Linked DNA regions of Mus musculus: regions 2, 3 and 4 are each linked to region 1. A link is a contact called in public HiCAR-type, HiChIP or PLAC-seq and promoter capture Hi-C data. All regions are on one chromosome and are shown on one strand. Each heading gives the region's core, a stretch centred on a gene start, on an enhancer-like site or on the middle of the called end of the contact. The rest is flanking DNA. Distances are from core to core; before and after follow the strand shown. Region 1 holds the start of Adam19 (a disintegrin and metallopeptidase domain 19 (meltrin beta)). Region 2 holds the start of Irgm1 (immunity-related GTPase family M member 1). Region 3 holds the start of Trim7 (tripartite motif-containing 7). Region 4 holds the start of Pttg1 (pituitary tumor-transforming gene 1).

What was found. HiCAR-type assays count read pairs that join an accessible place to other places. HiChIP or PLAC-seq counts read pairs in DNA pulled down with a chosen protein or histone mark. Capture Hi-C pulls out chosen DNA fragments and counts their contacts.
Region 2: a contact with region 1 is called in a HiCAR-type map of astrocytes, with 6 times the contacts expected there. The contact joins the promoter of Irgm1 here to the promoter of Adam19 in region 1. A contact is called at or near these places in 1 of 39 promoter capture datasets (hippocampal neurons) and 1 of 115 datasets of contacts at active chromatin or transcription factors (astrocytes).
Region 3: an H3K4me3 HiChIP or PLAC-seq map of forebrain shows a contact between it and region 1, with 9 times the contacts expected there. The contact joins the promoter of Trim7 here to the promoter of Adam19 in region 1. A contact is called at or near these places in 3 of 39 promoter capture datasets (cranial neural crest, hippocampal neurons and pre-B cells) and 2 of 115 datasets of contacts at active chromatin or transcription factors (bone marrow-derived dendritic cells and forebrain).
Region 4: a promoter capture Hi-C map of adipose tissue shows a contact between it and region 1. The contact joins the promoter of Pttg1 here to the promoter of Adam19 in region 1. A contact is called at or near these places in 1 of 39 promoter capture datasets (liver), 2 of 115 datasets of contacts at active chromatin or transcription factors (both in embryonic stem cells) and 1 of 9 other capture datasets (adipose tissue).

The regions. Positions count from the first base shown.
Region 1 is chr11:46,054,612-46,057,470 of GRCm38.p6, reverse strand. Adam19 (a disintegrin and metallopeptidase domain 19 (meltrin beta)) reads right to left here and starts at 1,487. Exons shown (of 23, transcript NM_009616.4): 1 at 1,261-1,487. The coding sequence starts at 1,357.
Region 2 is chr11:48,869,992-48,872,850 of GRCm38.p6, reverse strand. Irgm1 (immunity-related GTPase family M member 1) reads left to right here and starts at 1,431. Exons shown (of 3, transcript NM_008326.2): 1 at 1,431-1,757.
Region 3 is chr11:48,835,958-48,838,816 of GRCm38.p6, reverse strand. It overlaps Trim7 (tripartite motif-containing 7), which reads right to left and starts at 1,346. Exons shown (of 7, transcript NM_001347446.1): 1 at 772-1,346. The coding sequence starts at 1,290.
Region 4 is chr11:43,424,759-43,427,617 of GRCm38.p6, reverse strand. Pttg1 (pituitary tumor-transforming gene 1) reads left to right here and starts at 1,367. Exons shown (of 6, transcript NM_001131054.2): 1 at 1,367-1,417; 2 at 1,937-2,035; 3 at 2,721-2,859. The coding sequence starts at 1,948.

The sequences.
Region 1 (2,859 bases), core at 238-2,737:
GGAAAATCAGACTCGAACAGGACCTGGCTCCCTCTTCCCCGAGGAACCCCACACCCCAACAAAAGGAAGAGCCTTCTCCTATCCAAGGCAAAGGAGCTGGAGCGTTGAGTGGAGGAAACCCTCGGGTCAGGTTCTTGCAGGGATGGGGCGGGGGCTGCAGCCTGCCCAGCCCGTACACTAGGGCGTCGTTAGCTTGATTTAAAAACGCTGACGGTTGGTACAGCAAGCACCCGCGACCGTCTGGAGTCAGCCCAGCTCTCCAGCTGCCTCAGAGCTAAGGCTAAATAAGCTCTCCCGGGTCAAGATGACAGAAGCCAGGCATTGCCCCTCCGGGACCGTCCCTTCCGCGAAATCCTATGAGAACCTCTGAGGGATGCGGCCCGGGAGGGAGCGGTGCCTGGGAAAACAGTTGTGAGAAATAGGCATTATCCAGCGTCCAAACTGGAAGCGTGGAGCCCATTCCATTTTCTTCACATGAAAACTGAGGCCAAGAGGAGATAGGCATTGGGTGAGGTGGAAAGAAAGCTCCGGTTTCCAGTATCAGATCTTCAATGTGGGGCGTACTTATACACACCTGGGTTTTTGTTAGTGAACTTCAGCTTACGATCTGCATAATGGGTGCGCATGGTTCTTTTATGGTCTTTCAGAGATGCTAAGTGTACAGGCAGAGATAACCAGTAAACCACCCTACCCTAATCTCTCGGAAACCTTTGATTTTCTATCCCACTGGTATGCTTTTGACACCACCACCCCCCCGCCCCCAGCAAGATCCAGGGAGTGGTTCCCTCGCCGATTCGGGATAGGATGCTTGGGGTGCTCCTCTGGGGATGCTCTGGGGTTGCTAGAGCAGCGGGCGCAAAATAGCGATGAGAGAGAGGCAGAGCGGAGACGAGCAACCTCAAGAAAAACAGCAAAGATAGGAAGAGCAGCGGAAAGAGAAGCCCAAAGTAAGAAAACACGGGGAGATGAAGAAAGGAAGGCAAGCAAAGAGAGAGAGAGAGAGAGAGAGAGAGAGAGAGAGAGACTTACTGCTTTCTGATTGCAGTGAGCGCACTAGCTCCACGACCTCCCGTGGCTCACCACAAGAGAACAAAGCCTGGGCTCCTAGGCTTGGGGGTGGCGATACTCACACCCGGGGAGTGGCGGAGTCCGCAGGGATAGCGGTCATGGAGCTGCCGGCATGCAAGAGCGACTCTCAGACCCTCAGTCATCACCACCACCCCTAGTCGCCTCAGAACCCATCTGCGCGCTGCCACTTACTTGTGGTCCATCCCGGCTCGCACGCCGCCAGCGGCCAATGTAGCTGCAGAGCGAGAGCCAGCAAGCAGAACCGGGCGACGCCCGCGCGCCCGGGCATGATAGCAACGGCCCTCTCACTGTCCGCAATCACACATCCCCTGCCATTGCCTGCCCCCGGCCTAGCGGCGGCGGAGGTTTTCAAGCAAACGCCGGCCTAAAAGCCACCCAGCCCACATCCCAGACGCTCCGCCCCTAGCCCCTCAGGGCTCTGCCTGGAATGGGAGGAGGGGAGGCGCCACGCGGAGGAGGGGGTTGGTGGTGGCTGGAGGGACAGCAGTGGGAGGAGCGAGGGAAGCCCCCCGGGAGCATCGCTGACTCAGGTGAAGGACACCCAGGGGAAGGGATGATCCGAATTTCTGAAGTAATCAACCATTCTTGAGGCCTGGGAGATTACAGGACTGGGGTTGAAAGTGTTAAACACACACACACACACACACACACACACACACACACACACACACACACACTTCTGCCCCACTGTAGCTAGTTTACTCTATCCCGCTTTATGCTAAGTACTTTGGGTGACCAAGACAACTCTTTGTAGCTCTACCTTCCAGGATTGACTACTCTTGGAGTCAGGCTGTGAAAGAGTTAATTCCAAGGGACTGAAATGAGTGCTAAAAGAACTTGTTTTCCTATCGGGACTCCAATCTGGGCCTTTAGTCCAGGCCTTCTGACACGGGAGGTGGGGGGTGGAGGGGGTGGGGTTGCAGATCCAGCATCCCAGAGGACAGGGCTTCTGTACTCCAGAAACAGAACACCAAGCCCAAGAAACAGTCTAGACAGGATTACAGAGAAGGAGGGAAGCCTTGGGCTGTATAGGTTGGGGACAGGAGAGAGCAGAATTTGGGATGGTTAGGGTTTAGGATGCAATGGAAGATGAAGCCCACAAATGATGGCTATCACTAAGAAAATTACAGTAGCAGACACTTAGGACTTAGCTTTTATTGACATTCCGTACGTGCTAGGGCCTCTGATAGTTGATCTTGTCATGAGTCCGCTGTGGACTGGAAATGTGTCTCAGCTGGTGGAATGCTTGTCATGCACTCATGAAGCCCTGGGTTCCATCCCCAGGACCTCGTAATTCCAGGAGTGTGGTGCACCACTGTGATCCCAGCACTTATGGGGCAGAGGCTGGAGGATCCAAAGTTCAAGGTTAATCTCTGCTACGTGGTGAATTTGAGGCTAATCTGGACTCCATTGACACAGTGTAGAATAACAGTGATAATTAGGCGACCATCTGGAGGGGGTAGGTATTGGCTTCATCTCTATCTCCCCTCTGGGGGAGGGGAATCAAACCAGAAAAGCATTAAGTCCCCTCACCAAAGGTCACAAAGCTAATGTCTGGGTTTCACTTAGAGTCTGTATATTTGCTATTACAAAGCCTGGTGCAACATGCCTTAGTTGATGAATGAAGAACAGAAAAAAGAGATAGCCAGAAATAATCTGTATAGGGTTGGTTAGCAAAACTCCAAGGGAGAGGAGGCTCTGGAAGGGGAGTCTCGCACCTACATTTGTCAGTTCCTTTCCCCATCCCCCACCCCCAAAACCAGGCCAGGA
Region 2 (2,859 bases), core at 182-2,681, 2.8 Mb before region 1:
TGCTGTGCCCAGCCTCAGTTCCTCCGCAGGAGCAAGAGCCTGAGAGAACTAACTCTGAGCTCAAGGGAGACCCTGGCCCTGGGGAAACACAAAGTGCTGAGTTGAAATGCTGGCTCACTGAGACAGAAGGTTCCAGAAACTCTCTTCCTGGCCTTCCTGTACTGTGCTCAGACCTGTTCCTGTTTGTTCTTATAGAAATCACATAAAGAAAGCAGGACATACAGATTGTCCAGTCTCTCAAAGACAGACATTGAAACTAGCCTGCTTTCTCCTCAGGCTTTGAGGAGAAGCTGAGGGCTTAGAGGAATCAAACAAGGACAGATCCTGGCTATCACTCAAGGCCTCCAGTTCATTAAACAACAGCTCACACTTGTTCCTCTTCTCAGCAACTCAGTCTTTTCCGGTAAGGAGAAAGAGAAAGCCACCAGCGCCGGTAGAGGATCACATTACTGGTCACTTGGAGGGGTGACAAAGGGCTCCTTGTGACCAGAGGATCACATTGCCCAAACCTCTGGGCAATACTGAGCCTGTAATGGGCAGAAGTAGAGTTTGGAACACTGGTTAGTGCCTGTGTGAGGAGCCGCCTCATTCCTCCTGGCCCAATCTGTCTCCCTCTCGCAGTGACTATGGAACAGGCTCAGCTCTGCCCCTCTTTGCTGTGCAGTAAGAACTCACCGGTAGGTACAGAAGAGCAGCAGAGAGAATAACAGCCGCCCGACACTCTGAAAGCTACTTGGCTCCTCTTCGCTGCCCCCTCTGTCACTGTGACCGTGGCCGGTTGCTTTAAAAAAAAAAAATTCTGTTTTTCTTCATGAAAACGTTACACAGGGGTCAGTGCTTCTATGCCATGGTCAAAGCGTCCAGCCCCTGCGTTTACTCTCTAATAATCTACCTCCTAGATCTGAGGAAAATGAAGTATGTCCCCTCTCAGCTCATACCCTCTTCCCTCTCAAACACTAACGAGGACAAGAACCCGATTCTCGACTCCCTGGTGCTCTGACATTCTCCTTTATATAGAGAGGTGTGATTAATCAAGTGAGCCGGCAAACGGGGTAAACGATCATACAGAACAAGGTCTCAGTGCAGCCTCCAAGCTCGGGGTGGCCTGAGGTTGCTGGGTCTGGAGGTTAGCATTGCCCAGGGCCAGCATCTCCACAGGTGGTATCCACGGAAAGAAGTAGCAGGTTCAGACACTGGAAGGTCTGACGCGGGGCTGGCTGTTAAAGTCCCTAAACAGACACAACTCCAACCCCAACGCCCCCACCCTCCACTTCCACCACCACCTCCAATCCCTCATCCCGACCCCTGTTGACGGTGAGTCAGCACAGCAGGGTTCTGCTCCTCTTTGAAGACTACTATGCAGCCCGCCCAGCCTAATCCTGAAAACTAGCCTGTTTCAAGAAATAGAAACCGAAACTGATTCTCAATTCGAGTCCGTCCCCCCCCCGCTCCCCCGCTGGGCCCAGGCAGGCATATCTCCGGTCTAGAAAGTGCAGGACAAAAAGCAAGGTCTGCTCGAAGACCAGAAGCTGAAAGAAAATCCACGCGATCAGACCTCCTCTTGGTTCGTCTCCTCTCAGAAGGACTCCAGACCTCTGCATCTCATCTCTCAACATCCGGGTCTATATTCCAGTTTTGGATCTCTACATAGGGAACTTCTGCCGGAGGACAGCAACGTTTTTGTCCTAGGAAGAAAGGGGTGACGTTCCAGGAAGGCCACTAACATCGAATCACACATAATAACTCCTCTGGATCAGGTAAGTAAAAGTCTCTTAAATGTAGCTTGGCCACCCCCAATCTAATATGAATCCCCCAATATAATATGAACGGTAAAACCGTGAAAACAGGTCATGTGACCTTGGGGTCTGGTTTCTTTTGCTCAGGCAGTGTCCACAGCAGAGCCTCACTTTGACTGTCTAGTACCACACAGCCCTGCTGTATCTTTGCTGTTCAGATATATCTAAACCACCAGCCTGGAGGCAAATGCGTACCTCACCTTATTTCTGGCCTTGTGGTTCTTCTAATGCTGGCTAAATTTGAAGGAGGGCAGAGCGTGCCAACCCATATTCTCTTGGAATTTAAGATAGCGTCTCTTCATAGCTCCACAAAATAAACGCCCAGGATTAGAATGGACCACAGGCAATATCTAGGATACATGAAAAAAATAGGGGGGGGGGGAGGTTTGTTTCTTATCTGGACTACCCATGGAATAGGAATCTCAGAGTAGGTTTTGAGTATAAGGTATCATAGTGACCTTTTTGTCTGACTCCATTAAAATGTTTTATTTGCATTGGAGAAAGTGTCTCTGTTTAAGGAACCACCTCCTTCACTAGTCTGTAAGTTTATAGTTAATGAGATGGGAGCTTTTCAAATACCATCTTCCCAGAGCATGTGGGTTCAGTACTGTCCCCATTCACCGTGAGCAAGTTTATCACACTTTCCAAAGATAAATAAATATCAGAGGGAATTGTGTGGTCCCTGCTACCTTTCATGCAGCTATGGGCAAGTGTGTGCGAGCATGCTCTCCGTTCTGTGTCGGTTGCGAGACTCGAAAGACATTTCCTCACGGGTCTCATCCTCTTTCCCAGATTGACAGCCACAAGGATCTATATTCTTCTTTGGGGATCTTCGCCCCTGTGCAGAGAGGTGAAATAGGAGTATAATCTGGTCATGATCCTCAAAAAAGGAAGTGGAGGGTCACTTGAATCCCAGAAAGAATTCTAAGGGCTCTTTGTAAATACTGGGTTGGAGTTCTGAGGCACGGTATCCCAAGGCTGTCCACACCAACATTCCTGTGTGGCTCCTGGAGGATCCTGCAGCTTCATACAGTTATCCATGCCCTTTCCCAGTCTGCTTGTA
Region 3 (2,859 bases), core at 97-2,596, 2.8 Mb before region 1:
GTGGTCAGAAAATTCTGGATACCCTCTCGTGTACTTTCCTAGAACCATCCAGGAGAAAGCCAAGATTCTGCTCTCAGGAGCAGGAGACTGGATAGATACCATCTCTGGCTATGGGGTGAACAGAGACTTGCAGACTAAGCCTATTGGTGCAGAACAAATGCAGGGGAACTCCAAAGGTCCGGGAGTCTCACTTCCTCAAGGGCATCAATCACGTGGTCTGCGGTGAGAATCGAGACTCCCACCTTGGTTCGGTCTATCTTATCTTCAGCTCTCCTCTCATCCTGTAGGAAGGCTGGAGCACAACAGGGCAGCAGAGACTGGGAGCTGCACACGCCTCTTGTGCCGCAGCCTATCGAGGGACAGACTAAAAGGGAAGATGCCCAGAACCAATGGGCTTCACAGCCCTTCAGACAGACCACCTAACCCAGGACGCTATTCTGTGTTCTTCCTCTTTGAACTTGGTACTTTGTGTAGTGCCACGCCCCTGGGAACGCAGTAGGAGTGTGGCAGTGGATATGTGGGCGTGACAAACAGAATTTCTCCTGGGCAGAGTTACATTAGCGGTTGGGGACAGACAAGATTTCAAGTCCCTGGGGCCATCTTCCAGGCCTCCAGGCATCGGGCTCTGAGGGACGAGAAGAGATGAGGGGAAAACAGTTTTAGAAAGAGAAAAAGGAGACCGGGGCTTTTCTGTAGGACCCTGCCTGCAGTCCGCAAGGAGAGCTGGGAGGGCTGGAGCAGAGCCAGGGCTCCGGGACATCCTGCACCCACCTTGGCCTCCTGCACCGCCTCCTCCAGCGGCAGCACGGCGTGCGAACGGTGCTCGCGGGCGCGGTCGCACACCACGCAAATGGCGCGGCCGTCGTCTTGGCAGTAGAGCTTAAGTTGCTCTCCGTGTTGGGAGCACCGCGCAGCCGCCGCCCGGGCAGGCACCGCTGGAGTCCCGCGCTCCCCGGGGGCGGTGGGGGGCAGGCTGAAGCGCCGAAGGAGCGAGGCCACCGCGGCCAGCTGTCGATTGGGTCGCAGCTGGCTGGGGCGCGCGGGCTCGCGGCACTGAGGACAGGGCAGTGGGCAGGGCAGCGTGCGGGTCGCCGTGCCGGTCCCAGCTCCGGGACGCTCCCAGCAGCGCATAATACAGGCTCGGCAGAAGCTGTGGCCGCATTCGACTGACACCGGCTCCCGGAAAAACTCTAGGCAGATGGAGCACGTCGCCTCGCCTTGGAGCTCTGCCGCTAGGGCCAGCGCCTCGGCTCCTGCGTTCGGCCCGGTCCGCGGCCCCACAGTCGCCATCCGTGTCCTTAGTACATTCGAGTCTTGTGGCTTTGGGGAGGTCCCTGGATGCTACTGTCCAAGCTGGGCTGAGCTCCGAGTACCCACTGGGCGAGGAGGGGCGGGGCCGGCAGCGGGCAAGCTGAGACGTGAGCCGAGGGTGCACCCAGCTGAGAATGGAGGCAGGTGCTGCCCTTTCTCTGGGTTCCCAAAGCCACCACCCTAGCCCCGATCTCCCTTTTGTCGACCCCCCTTCCACCGCCTTTCTAGGCCGCCCAGTATGGCCCAGTCAGCAGTAGGGAACTGTCGGGGACAGGTGAGCGCGCAAGGCCAGCTGGGCTCCACTCCCAGTAGCTGACCTAGGCTGACCCTGCCCTACAGGGGCAAAGGCCTGGCTCCCGGGACAAGGTGTCTGGTTCCCCGCATACCGACTCATCCTGGCACTGCGCTGAGCTAAACTTAGGGTCTGGAATTTGGCTCTACCTCCTCATCCCAAGCGTGGCCTTTTGTCCACTTTTGTAACTACATCATCTCTTACAGTTATCCCTTTAATTTTGAACAAGTAATACAGCCATTTACCCTCATTTCATTCAGAATCCACACCTACCCCAAATCCCTCTGTCTCTCCCCAGCTGGTATACAGCTGGGTTCCAGGGACCGTTTTGTTTTTGTTTTTGGAGTAGTTTTTCTATCCTTTCATTCTGGAGGCCACTTGGGTCAAGCTTCTTTCTCTGCCTCTCTCAAAACCTCTCTTGTCAATGTCTCTATCCACTCGCCCAATTCTAACCGAGAGTTGCAAACCTCACCTCTCTGGTGTGTCTGTCCTTCCTCACAGCATTTTCTCCTCGCCACTCGGGATGCTACCACCTCCATTTCTCTCCGGTCTATGACCTCCTACTTTCTTCTTGGGTTCTAGAGTCCCCCACTCGGCTCCTTGCCCTGGTTCAATCCCCCGGCCTCAGTCACCACACTCTACAATCGCTTCCATTTTTAAAAAATTTTTTTAACTTTAGAGAACCCTTTCAGAGCCCATGTCTCCACAGTATCCATCAGAGCCCTCTGCTCAAACCCCACCAGTGAGTGGCTGCTAACTCCCAGGAAAGAAGTTGAAGTCTTCATAATAACCTCAAGGCTCTTGCTTGACTCTCCTCTTCCACCATGGGACGTTTTAAATTTTCTGCAAACTCACCTACAATTATTTTGAAGATAAGGAACATTATTAGGTCAGTTGAAGAAACAAGTGAATCCCTGGACTAAAGAATGGCCACCGGTTTCAGGCACAGGACAACTGATGGTGAGCTAAGGCTCTTCTGGTTCACCAAGAACTCAGAGTCATGACATCGAGGACCTTCGGTGATGTGTTATTTGCTGGGCCTGGTGGCACAGACCTGTAAATCACAGCGTTAAAGGGCACGGGGTCAGGAGTTCAAGGTCATCCCTTGTCATAGCCATCCCATCCCCCATGGTCAGCTTGGGTTATATGAAACCCAGCTTCAAAAAAAAAAAAAAAAAAAAAGTTTTTTTCTGTGGAACTCTCAAGTATCTCGCTTATGCCTTTGCAGTTTTTATTTTAACTTGGTCACTTTTTCT
Region 4 (2,859 bases), core at 118-2,617, 2.6 Mb after region 1:
TATTAAACTCATGTTCTACAAACAAACAAAAAGAAGGAGAAGAAGAAGAAGAAAGCAAGCAAGCTTTCTTGATCTACCACTCACCAGTCACACATCAGCATCTCCTGTGGCTCCATAGAGCTGAGGACTTTACAAGCTGTCACAACCTTTGTAGAAAGGGTCTGTCCAGCAGGAGGGGGTGGGGTGGGGTGGGTGAAATTCCTAGTACAAGTATCCCAGTATCAATCATGGAACTTTAGAATGTTTTCAGGAACACACAAAGGAGACTAAGGAACTTTTATGTTAATTAAATATAATCACACACATAGCAGAAAGTGTGCAGGGGGAGGCTCCAATGTTATTATTAACAATGCTTATTTCAATGGGAAGTCCTGGGCTCTTGAATAATCTCCATTCTTTGTCTTCAAACCTGCCAAATTTCCACAAGTTCTAAAAATAAGCAGAGATTAACTACTACTTAAGAGGCAAAGGCAGGCAGATGTCTTAAGTTCCAGGCCATCCTGGTCTACATAGTGATTCCCAGGACAGCCAGGGTCTTCTTCAAGATCAGTAAGTGCTTGTAACTGCCCAGGAATCTCTCCAGTCTTGGATAGGTTTTGGTGGGGGCCGATCCAAGACCCAAACCATCTTCTCAGTAGATTAGTGCCTCTGACTTTGACTTGAAGATTTAAGGTCTGGATTAAACCTCTTGGCTTCTTCAGTTAAGTTTTTATGTACATGTTGGTCTCTTCTACTACTTATTCCTTTTTAGTCTTCTCCAAACTCCAGTATCTACTGCGCAGGCCTGTTCCCCTAGAGATTACACTCTGGCTACTCTGATCTGAGCTCTGAGGCAGGAGAATCTTGAGTCAGAAGCAGGCCTGGGCTAGTGAGTTTCCGAAAAGCCTGAACTGGGTAGTAAGAGACTTTTTCAAAGAAGCCAAAACCATAAAAGTGAGCCTGGAGCAGTGGCACAGCCACTAATCTAGTCCTTGGAAGACCGGAAGCAGTCTCAGGAGTTAAAAGTGATTGTCATTCACCATCCATTGCACAGTTCAAGGACAGTCTGAGTCCTGTGAAAACCTGTTTCCAAAAAAAAAAAAAAAAAAAAAAAAAAAGCCCTTCAAATTTAAAGGGACAAGACGTTTATTGGGTGAGTACCTTCTCGCAGGTCCATGTCGTGGCAAACAAAAAGCCTCTCACAGGAGTTTTGGACAATGTACGATTCTAGTTTGTTTGTTTGTTTTTTTTTTTTTTTGGTTTTGTTTAGTTTTGTTTTCCTTAATACTTTGGAGACAGACGCGAGAGCTGGGCGGTGGCTGAAAACTTCCGTTGCTCCCATTGGTTCTCAGGCTGTAGGCCCCACCTCCTCTCGGAGGGACCAATTGAGTTACAGTTTAAACTGCGGTGTGCCGGGTCGTTGGTGGCGCAGTCTTCGGTGAGTTTAGCTGTGAGCTCGTCGTGGGTGAGGGCGTCTTGGGCGAGCTTGGGGTGGCGGGGAGGGCAGACCCGGGACTGGAGGTTGAAGCAGGGTCGGGACGTGTGCTTCACTCGGCCCCGCGTCCCGAGGCGCTCTTGTCGTGCTCGACCCACAGCAACGCTGTTTTTACTTTTCTTCTTCCCTCCCCACTTCAGGATCTCAAGCAGCCCTGGCTGGTCTTGAACTTGTTATGTAGCAGGAGGCCAAATTTGAGCATCCTCTTGGCTTCTCTTTATAGCAGAGATTGTAGGCTGGAGACAGTTTTGATGGGTGCCAACATAAACTGATTTCTGTAAGAGTTGAGTGTTTTATGACCCTGGCGTGCAGATTTAGGATCTGGATTAAGCCTGTTGACTTCTCCAGCTACTTATAAATTTTTGTGCATAGGTGCCCTGGGTAAAGCTTGGTCTCTGTTACTGCGTAGTTTTTCCAGCCGTCCTCAATGCCAATATCCTAATATTCAGGTCTCTCCCTTAGAGTAATCCAGAATGGCTACTCTTATCTTTGTTGATAAGGATAATGAAGAACCCGGCCGCCGTTTGGCATCTAAGGATGGGTTGAAGCTGGGCACTGGTGGTAAGTATTTCCTGCCTTGAGATACACAGGTGTTGTGAATGGTCCCAGCCTACAGTTCCCAATGTAACCTAGGGGGGCCTTGAACTTCTGATCCTTTGACTCCACCTGCCCAGTGCAGTGATTACAGGCATGGGCCACCTTGCCTGGCTTATGCACTGCCGGGAATGGAACTTGGAGCTTTTCAAATGCTACTAAGTCACGTGTCCAGGCGCTCTGCTTAAATCGGTTTTTTGAGACATAGCTTTAACTGGCCTGGGATTTGCTATGCAGATCAGGCTGGCCTTGAACTCAGGAGATCCACTTACCCCTGACTCCTAAATTCTGGGATTAAAGGCGTGCGCCATGGTGCCTATGTTCATACTTATTGTCTTAATGAGGTTATTTAGAGTGCTAAGTAACTGCCCCAAATGAGGCACAGGTTTGTGTGTAAGAATTGAGTTAAGTTGTATGGCCTAATCTTTAAGAGCAATACATTTATTACCTTTATTTGTGTATGTGTGGGGTCACACGCATGCCGTGGTGTGCCTGTGGAGGTCAGAGGACAACCTGTGGAAATTGGTTTTCCTTATACTGTGTGGGTTCTGGGGACTGAATTCAGGTTGTCTGGTTTAGCCGAAAGCTCCTTTATTTACCCACTGAGTCTGTGATTTTTTTTTTTTTTTAATGATTATCCCTTTTTCAACAGTCAAGGCCTTAGATGGGAAATTGCAGGTTTCAACGCCTCGAGTCGGCAAAGTGTTCAATGCTCCAGCCGTGCCTAAAGCCAGCAGAAAGGCTTTGGGGACAGTCAACAGAGTTGCCGAAAAGCCTATGAAGACTGGCAA